Linked DNA regions of Mus musculus: regions 2, 3 and 4 are each linked to region 1. A link is a contact called in public Hi-C and promoter capture Hi-C data. All regions are on one chromosome and are shown on one strand. The core of a region is the stretch at or near the end of the contact, and the rest is flanking DNA. Distances in the headings are between cores, read along the strand shown.

What was found. Promoter capture Hi-C pulls out the DNA fragments that hold promoters and counts their contacts. Hi-C and Micro-C count contacts between places; a contact is called where the count stands out from the background.
Region 2: a contact with region 1 is called in a Hi-C map of B cells, with 6 read pairs. The contact joins the promoter of Nek8 here to the promoter of Gosr1 in region 1. A contact is called at or near these places in 1 of 39 promoter capture datasets (pre-B cells), 1 of 484 Hi-C or Micro-C datasets (B cells) and 1 of 9 other capture datasets (liver).
Region 3: a promoter capture Hi-C map of pre-B cells shows a contact between it and region 1, with 2.5 times the contacts expected there. The contact joins the promoter of Supt6 here to the promoter of Gosr1 in region 1. A contact is called at or near these places in 1 of 39 promoter capture datasets (pre-B cells) and 2 of 9 other capture datasets (adipose tissue and liver).
Region 4: a contact with region 1 is called in a Hi-C map of uterus, with 12 times the contacts expected there. The contact joins the promoter of Eral1 here to the promoter of Gosr1 in region 1. A contact is called at or near these places in 2 of 39 promoter capture datasets (the C10 cell line and pre-B cells) and 1 of 484 Hi-C or Micro-C datasets (uterus).

Annotation. Positions count from the first base shown.
Region 1 is chr11:76,762,266-76,765,083 of GRCm38.p6, forward strand. Gosr1 (golgi SNAP receptor complex member 1) reads right to left here and starts at 1,313. Exons shown (of 9, transcript NM_016810.4): 1 at 1,255-1,313. The coding sequence starts at 1,285.
Region 2 is chr11:78,175,355-78,178,227 of GRCm38.p6, forward strand. Nek8 (NIMA (never in mitosis gene a)-related expressed kinase 8) reads right to left here and starts at 1,312. Exons shown (of 15, transcript NM_080849.3): 1 at 1,206-1,312. The coding sequence starts at 1,252. It also overlaps a transcript of Tlcd1 not described here.
Region 3 is chr11:78,244,031-78,247,010 of GRCm38.p6, forward strand. Supt6 (SPT6, histone chaperone and transcription elongation factor) reads right to left here and starts at 1,673. Exons shown (of 37, transcript NM_009297.2): 1 at 1,518-1,673. It overlaps Sdf2 (stromal cell derived factor 2), which reads left to right and starts at 1,716. Exons shown (of 3, transcript NM_009143.3): 1 at 1,716-2,140. The coding sequence starts at 1,966.
Region 4 is chr11:78,078,791-78,081,778 of GRCm38.p6, forward strand. Eral1 (Era (G-protein)-like 1 (E. coli)) reads right to left here and starts at 1,593. Exons shown (of 10, transcript NM_022313.2): 1 at 1,287-1,593. The coding sequence starts at 1,569.

The DNA of each region.
Region 1 (2,818 bases), core at 63-2,562:
TACCCAGAGACCAAATCCCACTCCTAACGTCAGCTCAGCCACCTATTGTCTTTGAGATTTACTGATGATCCAGTTCATTTAAAAACCTCAAGCTTTCAGTTTTTCTATACATGCTTAAAGCATCTGGTACAAAGATATATTGTCAATATATTAATTGCTTTAATTATTACAGTATAGTGTTTCAAAAACCCACAGCCTAATGACTATCAATAATGACTATCATAGCAGCTACTCCTATCTACATAGTTTAAAAAGAAATTCTAGCTACGACAAGTATTTCCAAAGGGCATTTTAAATACACATTTTAAACTATAGGCATGTTTCTCTGTAATTCTATTTATCTATTTAGTCTAATGAAAAGCATAAAGTAGAATGTATTTTGAAAACATGACAGAACATAAAATTCAGTCCCTTAGATCTACTGGCTGATGGTGACAATACCATATTTCCCAGGGGCTTCATGGGACAAAAAGAGGAAATAGGCTTAAAAACTAAATAAGCAAAAGGTTAAATGAAACAAAGTGGGCCATTTCTGATCTCTGTGGATCACTGTGGACTAGGAAGGTTTTGTGTGACCTCACTTGAGTGGACCAGACTTTCAGGAATTAAATAAGCACAACTGAAGGTTTTCCTGGCGGGAGACGAACAGCAAACGTATTCATTAGAACCTTTTTTTGCTATCATTTTTAACAAAACCGATCTTGGAGTCCAGGGAAGAAGGTACAGTTATTTTCAGTATTCTGTCACCCAGTCGTCATTAAAGTCTCAATCTCAAATTGCCAGTTGGGGTCCAGGAGGAGACGACCATCCACTAAAATATCCCTGCAAGGCTGGCGCTGACAAGTCCCTCCTCACTCCTAGTTGTCTGACAGTGACCTCAACTCCAAGGTTCTGACTGCTCGTCTTCCGGGCTCTGGATATTGTTGCTCAACACCCTCCTCCCAAGAGCTCGTCCCCGCAGCCCCATCCGGAGAGCCTCACTACCCCTCACACACTTCCATCTGGAGCCTCAGGCGCCTCTTCCTCTCCATCCCGGCTCCCTCCACTCCCGGACCCAACCCCTTCCCAGGTCCGGCTCACTCCGCCCCAGCTCCTTCCCCAAGTTCCCAGGCCCAGGGCTCCTCTTGGACAACCTCATCCCAAAGTGTGGCTCATTCCGTAGCCTGGCTCTTCCCTCTGCTGCCTCCCTCAAGATCCAGCCTCATTAAGTTCACTCTGCACCCGGTGGAACCCACTCCGAGGCCTTGCCCTCACCTTCCCAGTAATTGCTGGTTCCTGCCGCCATCTTTGTTGCCCAACGTCAGTCGGGACAGGCGAGTAGAGGCCTTGAAGGCCAGAGAGTCACCTCCACGCCTTCTTCCACCCCCGAGCGCCGAGGCTGATGGGATACGCTAGCCTCCTTAGACACTGCCACCTGGTGGACAATTCGTTATTTTACAGCTTTAAGTAGCTCGTTTGAAAGCGTCGTTTAGCTGTTCTGGGTGTTCATACCACATCTTTTCAGTCTTCAGTCTTCAATTTCTTCATCTCGGATTGTTCTTTTCAGCGGGTGACTTAGAGGAGAGACACAATTTCCATTATCTCCCCTTAAATAGGATGTCTTGGGACCGGAGGTGGGGGGGTGGTGGTGGTGGTGTCAAGCTTAATGGGGCAGGTGCCTTGCCTGAATGTAAGAGGGTCTGGGTTCGACCCCCAGCATTCCATAAACAGAACATGGTAGTATATGCCTTTAATCCTAGTACTCAGAATGTGGGGATAAAAAGACCAGAAGTTCAAGGTCATCCTCAGCTACATAGAGAGTTCAAGGCTAGGTGGGGATAAATGTCTCAAGAAGAAAAAGAAAAAGAAAAAGAAAAAGTACCTTCAATCAGCATTTTCCTTTCTCAGAGCCAGTGGTTCTTTTCCTGCCCATCTTCCACTGTCCAGTATGTAAAGTTCCTTCCCTGGTTGACTTCCCTATGTCTACAGCAGAGCATCAGTCCTCTGTCCCTTGCTAACAGCTTCCATGTGCCCACAGCCTGAAGCTCACTGATGTCGTTAGACTAGCTGGCTATCCAGCCCCAGTTTTGGCTTTCCCAGTGCTGGGATTACAGACATATGATGACACGCCTGGCCTTTTCATGTTTGTCCTAGGGATCTGAACTCACATCCTAATGCATGCATGCCAAGCAATTTACTGGCTGAGTATAATATGCATTATAGTAATAAATTGTTATGTGTTGTTTAAGTCCATTGAAAAGCTGGTTGTGGACATAGGGTTGTCACCCCGTGCCCCAGTCACACACATACTTAATACCCAAGCATATTTCTTGTAAATTGTCCCAGAGACCCCCTGGCTGGGGATGGGCTACCTGGCTGGCTCTGTGAGAAAGCAATAGTGTAGCAAAATGGCCCAAAGAGTAAAAAATACCAGGTCCGGGAGGACAGAAGGAGAGTATCTGAGTTAACACACCGTGTCCTTGATCACAGCTGATCATTCCCTCTGACCTTCCTGACATAAAGATGCCCACGGTGGGAATGGTTCATTGGACATCTTACCTAAGAGAAGCCGTTCTTCCTGGAACCCTTTTTGTGGGTCAGAGAGAGGCTCCAACTAGCTGGTTTTTGCTCTCCAGGTCTCCTCCGTTGCTTTCTGCTGGATGACGTAAGTGTCTGATCTCATGAACTACTACCTCCTGCTTGCTGTCTCTTTCTTTCATTTCTGTTTGCTGTATACCTAAAAACCAAACTTGCTTGAAAATAGCACAGCGATTGCAGATCATTCTTTGTTCAGGACACTGGGCCATCTCCCCAGGTCCCTGGCTATGCATTTCTTAAA
Region 2 (2,873 bases), core at 62-2,561, 1.4 Mb after region 1:
ATCTGGACTCCTTAAGTTCCTGCTGTTGATAACTGCTCAAACTTCATTAACTGTTTTAACAATGTCTTGCTTGTTGGATCACCTTCCTGTGGGCTATATTACCTTCCTTGGTGAACTTCTTAAGTTCCCTTTTGGTTTAGAAATTAAACCCAAGTACGCTAGGCAGGAGCTCTACCACTGATATTCACCCTCAGTCCCTCTTTTCTTTTTCTAAAATTTGAGAAGGGTAGCACTAAGTTGCCTAGACTGGTTTTAAGCTAGTTATGTAGTTCAGGCCTGTCCAGAGTATACCATAAAAACTGCTTTTCTGCCGGGCGTGGTGGCGCACGCCTTTAATCCCAGCACTCGGGAGGCAGAGGCAGGCGGATTTCTGAGTTCGAGGCCACCCTGGTCTACAGAGTGAGTTCCAGGACAGCCAGGGCTATACAGAGAAACCCTGTCTCGAAAAACCAAAAAAAAAAAAAAAAAAAAAAAAAAAAAAAACTGCTTTTCTTTTCTTTTTTAAAGATTTGTTATATCTAAGTACATTGTAGCTATTTTTAGACACACCAGAAGAGGGCGTCAGATCTCATTATACAGATGGTTGTGAGCCACCATGTGGTTGCTGAGATTTGAACTCAGGACCTTTTGGAGAGCAGTCTGTGCTCTTAACCATCTCTTCAGCTCTTGCTTGTCTTTTCTTTTGGAGACAATCTCTATGTAGTCCAGGTTGGCCTCGAATTCACAGCAATGCTCCTACATCTGCTCCCAAGTACTGAAATGACAAGCGTGTACCACCCCACCTGGTGCACGGTCTCTTACTGTTGATAACTGCTCAAACTTCATTAACTGTTTTAACAATATCTTGTTTGTTTGGATCAACTACCTATGGGCTATGTTCGTAAAGGGGAAGTACCTCGCCTGTTTTGGTCATAACTGTAAACTCCGGGCAGTCTGACCTGTGCAGTTTACGCTTATTATCAGTTGAAGCAAAGAATAACCAATCTACAGGGAAAAACTATCTTCCAAGGGCACAGGCTGGTCTGGAGGGCGTGGTTTGGCTGTGGGCGGGGCCTCCCGCCTAAACCTAAGGACCGGATGCCTGGGCGGGGCATCCCATAGTGGTGCTCTGGCTTCGGGGCGGAGCCAACAGGGCCACGATTTCTTGGTCAGAATTAGGGCCCTAATTTCTCCCTTAGCATTTCCTCCCCAGCGCCCTGGCTCACCCGAAGGCACCTCTTCCCACCACTCGGATCCGCTCGTACTTCTCCATCTCATTTCTCAGTTACGCTTCTGGAATCCCGGTGCGGCGCGTGCGCGGACCCTCCCATCTGGGAGCTCCTCCTCCTTGCTGTAAAACTTTTGCAGGGCGGAGCCGGCGAAACGGGGGCGTCTGTCGAGTCCGGCGTCTTTCTCTGACTTTGAACTCAACCTAGAGGCTAAGTCGTGTTTCCCCAACGAGGGATCAGAGAATAGTCGTTCTGGGTTTCTTGACGAGTCCCTCAGTGCTCAGAACCGTACCAGCCACATCGCACACGCGTGACTTGGGCATAGGTAGTTAGACTGGAGCGATAAGGCGCCCACTTATGTTGCCCGGCAAAAAAACAAGATTGTTCTTTCAGAGGTCTAATGCGAGTGGAATGCGAAGATCGATACAGTCCCCACTGTCCGGGACGAGTTGGCACTACCTCAGAAAGATAAAGGGATTCTCATGATTGGCACGTAAAGTATAAACCACCAAAACCGAGCCGGTCTGTGTGGGGAGAGGAGCGGCGTTATTTGGTGTTTGCCGAGGGAGGGACCGGGAAAACCCCAGTTGGACAAACTGATTCACCTGAAGAGTACATGACGTGGTCTCTTGGTTGTAACAACTACTGAGCACAGTGCTCTCGGTTTCTCAGAATCCGCACAAAACGCTGCCGTAGGGGGACTCGGAGCTTTACTCAAAACTTATAGCGTCGCGGTAGGGGGAAACCCAGAGAAGGTTCTATGCTTCTGTCCAGAAATAGTGGGCTGGTTGGTATCGCTGCTAGGGTTTCGACCAGGATGAATGAAATCCTGACTTCTTCATGACGCCTGCAGCTCTAAGGGAGTTATAAAATGTCAGTATTCAGGAGGTGGTCCTTAGCTAACAACGTTCCTATTTCTCAGTGGGCGAGAGAAGGGTTGTTTATTTTTTGTCCCTGCCCCGCCCCAAACTAGCCTACGTGGAGGGAACCTGTGGTCACTGGCTCAGGCCGGAGTTGGCTGGGGAAGCAAAGAGGGAGTGCTGGGGTAAAACGCTCACACAAAACATTACATCGTGCTATCACTTAGTAACCGAATGGGCCTTGAGTGACCCTGGGGACCTCTGGGAGTTAATGTGTAACCCTGGAACCATCAGGGAAGGCAGCAAATACCCAAAAGGCATAGGTGCCTGGGAGTCTGAGCTTGGGCTTTTGCCCCTCAACATCTTGAAACACCGTTCTCCTAGTCCCCACTTTTTGCCCTCGTTGTCCACTTCCACCTCCCAAAGGCACACTCCCTTCATTCAGCACCGCCTCTGGGTTGCTCCTTTTCTCCTGGTCTGCCGATCCCGCTCCGCAGAGCAACTGCCTTACTCTCTGGAGTGGAGGCGGGCTTGGATCCCGCATCACAGTGAGGACAGACTGACACCTAGTGGCCAGAAGCCGCATCTACTCCAGGCCGCTGCCCTGGAGAGAGGGTCACCCCAGCTGTCTGGGCAAATCGGCAGCCTTCCCCGCCCCAGCCTCCAAGGAGCCAGAAGAGGGTTGGGACTGTCTGAGGGAGGACTGTGACAACCGCTGTGTTCCAGGAGCCCAAGAACGATGGGGAGAAGTGTGGTGATGGTGGGTGACTCAACAGTTCCTAAGCACCACTCGTGCGGGGCGCGG
Region 3 (2,980 bases), core at 423-2,922, 1.5 Mb after region 1:
AGGCCAGCCTGGTCTACAGAGTCAGTTTCAGGACAGCCAGGGCTATACAGAGAAACCCTGTCTTGAAAAAAATAAAAACAACAAAAAATACTTTACCAATCTAATCTAGTCTAATCTAATAGTCACACAAGCCAACCAAATAAAATAAGCCTGTAGTGGTGGGACACTAGGCATGGAGAGGGGCTCTAAACTCGTGGTTGAAGGGAGAGCTGTTTTTGAGACAGGGTCTACAAATGCAACCAAAACGTAAATTCCATGATCCTCCTGGCTCAGCTTCTCCATTGTTGCTATAATTGTTTTGTAACTAAAACACTGAAGACTCACAAACTGTGAGTGTTCAACAATAGAACTAAACTTTTTCTCCCCAAAATTAATTAAATTCAACGACTTCCACACATTGTAGCATACTTCAATGCTGGGGAGGGGGACCAGGCTCCTCCCTTCCTACAGGTTTATGGGCAGTTAACGGTTGCTAGGGGGGAGGGGCTCATCATGAGATCCCACCAACCCTAAGGATCGATAGTAATTCATGGTTGCTGGGGGAGGGGAACATTTTCTTTAGGGTTGTAGCCCAGGCTTCTCTGAATACTTCTTCACCCATGTACTTGTAAACCACCATAAATTAACTAATTGAGGCATACACACACACACACACACACACACACAAATTAATGAAAGTAATAAGTAATGGAGGATTCTGAAGAAGGGGAGCAGCGGGAATGGAGTGGGGCGGGATGAAAAACAAATTACCCTATGACCTTTGTATTACCGTGTCTTTTCATGTAATTATTACAGGAGACCCGCCTCCTAAAGGAAAACAGAAATCGATTCTTTCTGTAATACAGAGGAACTGCTTTACTTAAGATACTCGAGTACCTGATGTCAAACAATACACATTTCTGATTTAACAACCAATTCTAATATTTATGATAGGTCTTTGGCAAGTGTTCGAGGAAATGAATTATACAAGATGGAAGGCTCCAGGTACTTAAGTATAAACTCGCATCTTTAGAAAGGATTAAGGGACTTGCCCATATGTGGAAAAAAAACCGTATAATTACTCAACATTTTGTAAAGAGCTAACATTCAGCACAGTACACCCGCCTCATGGCTGAACTCTCGAAAGCTCAGCAGGACCCAAACGCCGGACTAATTAATCCGATCACCTGATGCCAAGTAAAGAAACCCTTAGGTCTCTCTTCTAGTCCCAATTTTTTGCGTGGCCCAGATTCCAGACGCCGCGGAGAAGATGGGATCCCAGAAAGCCTGTTGATTCAAGAGGTAACCCCAGGTCACAGGTTCCGGGTGGTACCGCGTGGAGAAAGGGCTGGAGACTCTGAGCAATCACGGTACTTTCCTGTCCTTTTCCCCCCTGGCAGATCAGGGAAAGCCAGGGCCCCCTTCCTTCCCGCAGTGGGGCACCCCAAAGCTTCTTCCCTTACGGGACCAGGCCCCAGGAGTCTGGCTCGCCACCTGCGCACCCACACACGCAACACACTCTCCAGGCTGAGCGTTACCTGCTTGAAGGCCGCTGCTTCTCCGCTACGCTAAGCTCCCACCGAAGAAAATGGAGTCGCCGATCAGAGACTGCAAAAGGATAGTCCGGACCCACCGCAAGGGCCCTCCGCAGCCGCCGCCACCACCACCACCACCGTCGCCGCTGCTGCGTTAACGTAGTACGTCACCTCCGGCTCTCTGTCACTGGGAGTGGGAGGGTCATTTCCTGCTGTCTTTTCCCCTCCGGCGTCTAGGGCTTTGGTTCCGAGTCCGCGAACGCCTAAGGAACGCAGCCGCCACAGAGCACCCAGTACAAAGTGAGGTCCCGAAGGCCTCCCGGGCCAGCGTGTTCTTTAAGCCGCTCTCGCCAAAGGAACCATAAAGATTCAGGTTAAGGAGTCTTCTCTTCCATCTTGGCGTAGTTCTACCCTCGGCTTCCGGTTCCGGGGACGGGCCTAATTTTCTTGGATGATTAGTTCTCTCGGATCTAGGATGGCTGTCTTGTCGCTTCTGTTGTTGGGTGGTTTGTGGAGCGCTGTGGGAGCGTCCAACATGGCTGTCGTTACTTGCGGCTCCGTGGTGAAGCTACTCAATACACGCCACAATGTCCGACTGCATTCTCACGACGTGCGCTATGGGTCAGGTACAGAGGGGGACTCACCGCTCTGGGTGGGCTGCCTAGGCCGGGTGAGCCTAGAAGGGGCGGGGCCTCGGAGTCTGAGGGCGTGGTCTGGGAAAGTTAGCCGTGCCCTATTTCTTGAAGAGGACGACGAGTTGCCAAGGAAACTTAGTCCTAATGTTAGTTTCTGTTTGATGAGCTGTGGGCCAAACGTGTTACATATATACTTTCCGGTTTTTAACATTGTATTGAGGACAGATACTAAAGTTATTTTCTTAGGTGAGTAAATAGACCTAGAGATATTGCTCAAAGCCAGCTAGTGAATGATGGAGACAGGGTTTAATCCAAATCTGTGCAGGTTCAAAATCTTTCAGATTCCATGGGCTGCCACTATTTTGTGCTGGAGAGAGGAGCATTTAGAGCAAGACAACATAAGCTGAATCTCAGATTTTAAATGTCACCTATTTTTAGCTCATATTTTTTGACACTCTAACTTAGCAATAACTTTCTTGTAAAGAATTTAAGCATTGACAGACATTGCAGAGGAAAGTCTGTTTTTTATCATGTGCAATTAAAATACTCACTTATTCGTGGGCTCATTCATTTGGCCTAGATTTAAAGAGCACTTTTAGTGTGTCTCGTATTGTTCTAGATACAGGAAATACAGTAGTGAATCAAACAATAAAACAAGACTAATGGGCAGGCGTGGTGGCCTAGGTCTGTAATTGTAGCACTCAAAAGGTTGAAGCAGGATTGTAACTTCAAGATCAGCCTAGCCTATATAGTGGGGGCTGTCTCAAAACAACAGAAGTTCAAAGGCTGGTAATTACTTCAGTGTTAGAGTATTTGCCGAGCATACGGAAA
Region 4 (2,988 bases), core at 343-2,842, 1.3 Mb after region 1:
TACTTACATATAATAAATAAATCTTTAAAAAAAAAAAAAAAAAAAAAAGAGGTTTAAAAAAGAGTGGATCTCCTTTGAGACCAAGGCCAACCTGGGCTACATAACTAGACCCTGCCTCAAAAAAACAAAACCACCACACTAAATGATACCAAAGAAACGGCACTTTATAAAATGGATGTGGTGGCTCGAACCTGAAATCCCCACATGCAGGAGGCTGGGGATAGTGAGCTCCAGGTTATCCTGGTCTAGAGTGAAACTCTGTCTCAATGTCACCCTGAAAGAAGCATGGACTACAGTCTGGTAGGAGACTAGGCACTGTTACTTGCAATGCAGTATCATAAGGAGAGATTGAAACATTTTGCAGTACCTTCATAGCAGCATAGGGTACCACAGTCAGAGCTGAAATTTTTCTCCAGATCTTCCACCTCCACCTCCTCAGTGTAGGGACTACAGGCATGCACCATAAGGCCTGACTTAATTTAGGATTAAACCAAGTAGATAGGGCTCAAGATCCACGTATTGGGTCTATACTGCTTGATGAGGACTTGAGGACCTGGTAATGGCTTGGCAGAAGCCAACCCATTCTTAACTTTGAGAATAGTTTGGCATTTGAGCTTACTTGATCATTAGGTTACCTAAACTCTCTAAGTCTCTTGTTTTTTTTTTTTTTCATATGTAATATGGAATCACATTAACTATTTATGAATAACTTCTTTTTCAAAATGACAACTGTATGGGAGAAAAAAAAAACACAGGCTGGGCATTGAGGACTGAGGGAGACAACTTTGCCTTGACTAATGACTGACTGTAACCAACAGAGGGTCTAGGTTCTTCACATTCCTAAAACTCTTTATGTTGCTATATTTATTTATTTGTGTGTCAGTGGGAGCTTATGGTAGTTAGGGCAAAACTGTCTGGGTCTCAGTTTCCACCATATGAGTTCCAAGGACTGAACTCAGGTTGTCAAGCAACAAGAGCCTTCGTCTGTTTCACAGACCCTCACTTTCAAACTCTTTGACAGCCTTCTCCACTCGCCTCTCCTTGGGCTCAGGTTTATTTTTTATTAAATGAGAAGTTAAACTGCTATTTCTAGAGGCAGAGGGATTTTACTTACGATACATGATTTCCACTGCTAAAACCATCAGAGGCCGGTCATGGCCAACACCTGTAATCCCAACACTTAAGAGGCTGCAGCGGGAAGATCCGAATTCCAAGCTGGTTTGGGCTACACATCAAAACATGTCATAGAACCAAACACCTGTAACTAACATAGCTGGACCCTTTACCTCTGTGCACCGACACCGCGGGGACGCTCGGAACCAACGAACTGTCAGGCTGAGAAAATCCAAGGATACGGTCCAAGGCGGAGTCCTGACCATAACGACTAGAGGCCGAGGCCAGGAGGGGACCAGAGAAAGTGGAGCCCACGACACAGGACACGCACCTCGCCTGGTTACCTAGAAGACAGCCGGGCGGAGCAAGCCATTCCCTCCCTGCATGCGAACCCACCTGTCGGGCCCCTAACAAGGCCCGAACGAGCCCAGCGCAGTACCGCCTGGGGGCAGCCATTTTGCCGCAATGCACCCTGGTACCGATCAGAAGCGCGACGCGATTGGACCGAGAAGCCCACGGACCAACGAGTGGAAGAAAGCTAGATCGGCCCAAACAGAATCTCCATTCTACAACAAGGGATACCCTAGGAGGCGGAGGGAAAGACGGTATCCAAAGGCTAAGGAAAGGCAAAATTGTGCTGTGTTTCCTGCCTGAGTATAACAGTCGTCTTGGACTCCCAAACACATCATTTCTCCTCCTGCCAAAGTTGTGTAAAGAGCTTTTAAACCATGTCTTCCTAATGACATTCCTCGGGACACCATACCGCAGAAGCTCCTCTTAGCGGCTTAAGAGGAGAAACTCTCTTATTGCTAGGAGTGGGCGTGGGCATGGGAACGGGCTCTAAGCTTCATTTCACTAGATTTTTTTCTTTTTCTTTTTTAAGTGCTTTCTAGCCTCAACCCTGCAGGATCCTTTCTTATTTCCTCTTTTGCTGTGTTTTAGCTGGGCGTGGCAGTCTTAGGGTTACTATAGCTGTGATGAAACACCATAACCAAAAGCTACTTGGGGAAGAATGGGTTTTATTTGGCTTATATGTCTAGACTCACAATCCACTGAGGGGAGACAAGGAAGGAGCTCAAACCAAGCAGAAACCTGGAGACAGGAGTAGATGCAGAGACCGTGGAGGGGGATGCTGCTTACTGGCTTACTCCTCATGGTTTGTTCAGCCTGCTTTCTTATAGCATTTAGGAACACCAGCCCAGGTGTGGCACCACTCACAATGCCTCCCATATCAACAGTTAATTAAGAAAATGCCTACAGCCCAATCTTATGGAGGCAATTTCTCAATCGAGGTTCCGTCCTCTGAGATGACACCAGCTTGTGTCAAGTTATCATAAAACTAGTCAGCACAGGTTGCTTTGTGAAGTCTGCACCTTTTTGGTGTCTAGACCTCAGTTAAAGGGTGGTTCTGTGGTAAACATTCCTGTTGAGTAGCAGACTGTATTTACCTCTCTAAATATCAACTCCTATCTATTCTCTGAGATTAAAGCTTTTTTTTTTTTTCGAGATTAAATCTCGAGGCTCTGAGATTAAATCTTACTGAAGGAAAATGAGCAGAAGAAAAAAAAAAGCAGGTAGCTGTATGTGATGGAGCGTTCCTGTAACCCCAACATTTAGGAGGTGGAGGCCAAAGGATGAGGATATTGAGGGCCAGCCTGGGATGAATACTTGTCTTAAAAAACGGGTAAGGGGGGCTGGTGAGATGGCTCAGTGGGTAAGAGCACCCGACTGCTCTTCCGAAGGTCCAGAGTTCAAATCCCAGCAACCACATGGTGGCTCACAACCATCCGTAACGAGATCTGGTACCCTCTTCTGGAGTGTCTGAAGACAGCTACAATGTACTTACATATAATAAATAAATAAATCTTTAAAAAA